Regions from separate parts of the Anas platyrhynchos genome. Here region 1 is linked to region 2. Evidence: chromatin contacts called from public Hi-C data. All regions are on one chromosome and are shown on one strand. The core of a region is the stretch at or near the end of the contact, and the rest is flanking DNA. Distances in the headings are between cores, read along the strand shown. Region 1 has its middle 8.8 kb from the start of SLC16A10. Region 2 holds the start of MFSD4B (major facilitator superfamily domain containing 4B).

Evidence for each region. A called contact is a pair of places that touch in the nucleus more often than the background predicts.
Region 1: a Hi-C map of subcutaneous adipose tissue shows a contact between it and region 2, with 2.8 times the contacts expected there. The contact joins the enhancer-like site here to the promoter of MFSD4B in region 2. A contact is called at or near these places in 4 of 8 Hi-C or Micro-C datasets (liver, skeletal muscle and subcutaneous adipose tissue).

What each region holds. Positions count from the first base shown.
Region 1 is chr3:72,494,216-72,497,021 of IASCAAS_PekinDuck_T2T, forward strand. No RefSeq gene overlaps it. Among named protein-coding and RNA genes, the nearest start is that of SLC16A10, 8.8 kb to the left of the region's middle. Within about 2 kb of position 1,421, at least 5 of the 8 cell types and tissues checked have an H3K27ac peak or open chromatin away from gene starts, as enhancers often do. A contact at or near this core is called in subcutaneous adipose tissue, where this site is marked.
Region 2 is chr3:72,415,096-72,418,173 of IASCAAS_PekinDuck_T2T, forward strand. MFSD4B (major facilitator superfamily domain containing 4B) reads right to left here and starts at 1,412. Exons shown (of 4, transcript XM_027454697.3): 1 at 1,127-1,412; 2 at 860-1,028. The coding sequence starts at 1,315.

The sequences.
Region 1 (2,806 bases), core at 171-2,670, 79 kb after region 2:
AAAATATATTCTGATTTAAAAGTGTTCATGTATGAACTGTTGTGCTTTGTATGCTACACACAAACCATGAATCATAAATTGTGGAATAACACAGAGCTTTAACTTCAGATCTTCTTTTATTGTTTTACACCAATCTAAGGAATTGATGGAGTTAAACCAGTGCTAAATTGTAGTGTGGAAACAATTGTTTAAAAAAAAATAAAAATAAAAAAATAAAAAAGCTCACCTGAACACATCCAGCCTCCTATCTGCTTTTCTCCTTAGGAAAAATAAAGCTGTTCTTTATTCAGTGTTCGAATGCTTGATTCACTCCAATTTAAATATCATTAGCAAAATTGTTGCACCAGCTGCCGTTGCCAGATCTTTATGGCTGGCGATCCCTCAGCCAAAGTACACACTATTTTCGCTTTCCACTTTGAATTTGCAAGGCTATCAGGTGGGAGAGGGCTATCAGTTGGAAAAAAGCAGTTTTCTGGTTGTGCAATGAGCCCAACCGTAGCCAGCAATTAGAGAGGCAAACACGGTCTGATGTTAGCTTCCACAGCAACACCGTCACCGCAGGGTAACCTGCAAGGGGATTTCTGTGCTTTCTTCTCTGCTTATTTTGCTTTTCATATGCTATGAAAGAACTACGCCTATTTTATTTTTATTTATTTTTATTTATTTTTATTTTTTCCCGAGCCAAGTTGCATTCTTCTTATAAAGGACAAGATGTCAAGCTAATTTGGGGGAACAATATCTCTCTGAGTTATTGACTGGACGTGCTAATTGTCCTAGGTGCACTGATTTCTGTTTTCTGGGTAGCCACCAACTTGTTGCAATGGTGTCCAGCCTTAACCTCAGGCATTTCAGAGCCTCGCTGGTGCAGACAGACCTGGCATGTCTCTAATTCTGAATTCCCCAAGCAAATTGCCAGGTACAGATGCCCTGTTTAACCCCATGCCCACCACCGTGAGTGAGCCTCTTCTGTCCCTTGCCCCCAGCCAGCCTCTCAATTACTTGGACAAATTCCTTCCCGGTCTGCCTTGCTGATCCTAATAACACTGTTTCCCAACAACAGTTTTCAGAAACAAGTTTGGTGTTGAAGCAAGGGGCACAGCCTTCGTGCAGGAATTTCTTCTCCGTAAACACGTATGAGCTACAGGTTTTGTTTGTTTTTAAACAACCTTCTGAACACGGTCCCTGTGGTCTGCCTCAGCTATTCACCACCAGCAGACCCCGGGCTTCCTTTGAAGCCTGAGGCCAGACAGCCCCTCCAGACTTCCCGTTTGACTGGCTCGTTTCTGGTGGCATGCCCTCTCCTGACTCAAGGAAACTTTCTTTTGTTGACAAGGCGAGGTTTCACAGGGCTCTGGCCACATACAAACCCAGCAGCAGACGCCTGACTCCTGCTTTATCTCCAGTCGCTCAGGAAAAAGGACCTTGAGTTAAAAACTGTTAATTGCATGCTCGGTCTAGGAACTCATTCTCATTATGGTTTGATCACAGCTGCATGACTGGAAAGAAAAATGTGCTGTTTCAGTCACTCTGAAATATTAAGTGTTTAAAATCCAACCAGCCTTTTTGGGAGGACTCCGAGTTCCTCTTCCCACTAATTTCCTTCTTCCCTCCCTTCAGCCCTCGGTCTCATGTCAGGGCAACTCAACTTTGAGCCAAGCAAAGCTAAATAAAGCTCGCTTCATGCCCTCTTTATGCTTCTCTGGGTAAAAATGCCTCCAGAGAACCATTTAAGAAAGATTTTTTCCCCCGTGCTTACTCAGGACTTCTGCACCCCAGGCGGCAGGATGGCTGGGGACCGAGGCCCAGGGGCAGCTTGAGGCCCCTGTCCCCTTCCTCATCCCCAGGCTCTGTCCCCAAAACACCGGGCTGCAGCCAGCACTATGCAGCCATCCCACTGTGAAAATGAAGCAGGAATTAAGGCAAGGGAAAGGACAGCATTGATATATTTGTCCATGAAGCATAGTGTCTTTGGACTGTCTTTACGTCAGTCCTGAATCATTCTCCTTATTCAGCAAAGGATCTGGCTCTAGTTTACATTATTTTGCTGCAGCAGCCCTCACTGCTAACCTCCTCCAGGAGGCTGCAATTTATTAATGTTATCCTCACCTGCATGCTCTGAACAGCTCTTTTCCCCTAGATTTGTAACAACAACAAGAAAGGCACACATATATATATTATTTTTTTCTTTAATTTCAGCTGTGCATGCCAATGAACATCAGGACCCTTGGCTGTGAGAGGAAGCAGTCCAGAAACAAAGCAGATTTAAAAAAAAAATAATAATCAGACTTGTAAGCTTTGATATCTGATCTGTCAGCAGGTGACGAGAAAGCCGAAGTCCCTTTCCAGAGGTGTTTTTTACACTCACTGCAATATTACAGCGGCTCGCTTGCTGCAAACTGCTGCTTCTGCAAGCTCTCAAGGCCGCCTCAAGATCTCTTTTCCTAATTAGAGATAACGAAAGCAGTAATTGCCATCTGCCGGCCAAGCCAGGAATGGTCTTTGCCCACAGTTTATTTCTTCATCTGCGTGGCTAAATTTGGAAATGGATTTGAGCAAAAGAGATGGTGCAACACGGGAGCAGGACAACGCAGTCGGCAGCCGAGTCTGCACTTGGGGCCAGAAGCGCCTGCAAGGCTGCTCAGGCTGGCTCTGGAAAGGGATGGGGGAAAAAAGCACGGAAGGGATCTGTGCTCAGGGATCTGCCACACTCCTATGGTTTGGTGAGGTGTTGATTTAAAAATAGAGGGAAAAACATTCTCCTCTTCTGGAAATCAAACTTGAAATTTTATACTTTCAAGGGAAGGAG
Region 2 (3,078 bases), core at 162-2,661:
TCTGGGACGTGAAGATGAACACTTCAGCCGAGCTCTAACAGAGGCAAGAGTTTTACCTGGCTTCCCCTGCAGAACTGTCCCTCAAAACACCACCACAGCCGATCCCAGCTGCGCGCACATAAAAAGCACAGAAGCACAGAATATCCCCAGCTGGAAGGGACCCACAGGGATCATCGCGTCCAACTCCCGGCACCACACAGGACCACCCAAACCTTCAGACCAGGTGACTACGCGCACAGCCCAAACGCTTTCTAAATTCAGAGAGGCTTGGTGCTGGCACTACGTCCCTGGGGAGCCTGCTCTGGTGCGCGACCACCCTCTCGGTGAGGAACCTCTTCCTGAAAATCCAAGACAGTTCCACCTATTTCTTTCATATATCTCATAAGGTGACACTACACAAGGCTCTGTGTTGCAGGAGGGTCTATATCAAGGATGTTATTTGATAGAAAGGAGCATAGTTTGTACTTTTGTCATGGAAAGAAAGGCGCCTTTTGGTCAACCCAAAGTTTCTGCTGGCCCTAAAACATCTCCGGCCACCAGCATGCCCAAATCCACGGCCGTGAGCCCGTGCAGCAGCAACACCTGGGCACGTACAGCACCCGAAACCAAACCCAGGGGAATATTTTAATGCGTGACGGGGCTTGGCGAGGCAGGGCGCTATGTGGGGGGCCAGCCGGACCCCCATTTCTCAGCCCCGTGGCATCAAAGCGCTGGGTTCCCCTCGTGCCCTACGTGCAGCAGCGGGCAGTGACGGGTGGGCTGAGGGCCCCTCAGCAGCGAGGGGCAGCCGGAGGCCGAGCTCAGAGCCCCGAGGTCCCCCCACACCCTCACCCCTCACCCCACACCCCCCGGGTCTCACCCAGCAGCAGGTGCGCGTTGAGGCAGTCGAAGAGCAGCCCGCCCAGCACCGAGCCGCCCAGGTAGCCGAGGGAGCGGCCCACGAAGACGAAGTAGATGTCGGACACGTTCCTGCGCACGTTCTGGGCCAGGTTCTGGAAGGTGGGCCCCAGCACGGCGATGCTCATCCCCTGAAACACAGCGCCCGGCGTCACGGACACGGACCCGGACCCGGACCCGGACCCGGACCCGGACCCGGACCCGCTCCCCCCGCCCGCTGCCCGCTCACCAGCCCCAGGAAGGCGGCGCACAGCGCCCCGGAGATGCACCACCGCAGCGCCGCTCCCTCCCGGCCGCCGGCTGCCGGCACCTCAGCGAGCTCCGGGCCCGCTGCCGAGCTCGTCCCGGGGGCGAAGCGGACATGGGCACGGCCATGGGCACGGGCACGGGCAGGCTGCGGCCGCTCCGCGCCGCCCATCGCCGCCGCGGCCCCGCCGCACCGCGGGCAGCGCCCAGCGGAACCGCCCCGCAACGCAACGCAGCGCTCGGCCCGGCCCAACCCGCCCAAAATGGCGGCCAAGGCTGGGGGGGAACCGGGAGGCTGAGGGGGATCGGGGTGCTCGCTACAGGGCAGGGCAGGCTGAGGGGAGGCCTCATGGCGGCCTGCAGCTCCCTCACGAGGGGAGCGGAGGGGCAGGCGCTGAGCTCTGCTCTCTGGGGACAGCGACAGGACCCGAGGGGACGGCATGGAGCTGGGACAGGGGAGGGTCAGGCTGGGGGTTAGGGAAAGGGTCTGCACCCAGAGGTGGTCGGGCACTGGGACAGGCTCCCCAGGGCAGTTTAGACAACACTCTCGGACACATGGGCTGGTTTTTGGGAGGTCCTGTGTGGAGCCAGGAGCTGGATCAAACACCTAACCTGAAGCAGCTGGGGGGGGCAGAGGCACTCTTCCCATCGTGTCCTGCCTCGAAGACATAAAGCTTTTAAATTTAAACAAGATTCCAAGTGGGCAACTTGTTTCTGTCCCCCAGTGTTTCAGACAAGAAGCTGAGGTGATTTCACAACTTAACTGTAACCACATGTGTGGCAGCATCCTATAGCGGCTACAGGTTATCTCTCTGCTATATCTATATCAAGTGCCTGAGAAAAACACTGCCTTTTCCAAGAATACTGTGTAGCACAATCTACTTGTAGTTTATCTGCAATCAACCACCTGCAGCCCCTGGCATTTTTTTTTTTTAACTGCTATTACTGAGCTTACACAATCAGAGTAGTTACAGCCTTATGCGGTACCACTTCAGTTATATCCAGGAGACAATTAAGAGTGCCCTTATGAAACCATGAGTACCCCTTTCTCATCCTGGAGCCTTTATGATCTTCCAGGAAAACCTGTACTTTTTGTTGCCGGTTGTTCAGAATTGGTTGGACTTTACCTGTGTCTTAGGGTCAACAGCAACCAAAGGTCCCCTCGATGTTTATCAGGAGATTTAAAAGCCCTTTCTTGGGGAGTTCATCTGTGTGCCTGGTTTTAAATTGCACATACACATCCCTTTCAGTCACACACCTCCTAACGAGGTGTGGTAGTCAAAGAGCACCTTACTTGCACCATCCTACTTTATTTTATGTAAAACTTGCATTTTTCCTGTGATCAAATCCAAGGGTTGGAAAACGCTTCAATAAAACTATATTAAATTTCCAAACAGGTTTTTTTTTTTTTATTTAAAAAAAAAAAGTAATTCTTTAGGAACCTCTGTTATAAGATAAAGATACAAAATTGTTTGGTCTCCCTCTTCTGGGCAAACAAAAGTAACATTTAAGAGCAGACCTTTCAAAGGCCTTAAGGCACTTTCTTGCTGATAAAAGGTGACTCCTGCACTTGCCCAGCGGTCTATTTGTGTGCTTCTCAGTGCAAAAGCAATTGAGAAACTAAGCCAAGCTTTAATGATCATTCTCATTATATCTGGGTGGTATCAGCATGCACTGAACACAGCAGATGATTTTTTTTAATTTTTTGGGCTGAACTTCTCTAAAATTGATGTAACTTGCTCTCCCTGTGTTACTTTGTATGCCCTGAGTCAGACACAAAACAGTTGCCTTTTTATTTTTCTAATCCGCGTTACCATATAACTGAAACCAGACTCTTAAGACAACTCAGCATGAAAGGTCTCCTTGTCTTCTCCATTGAATGTGTCATGTCATGCTCATAAAGCTTGCCAAGATGCACATACGTGTAGGGTGTCC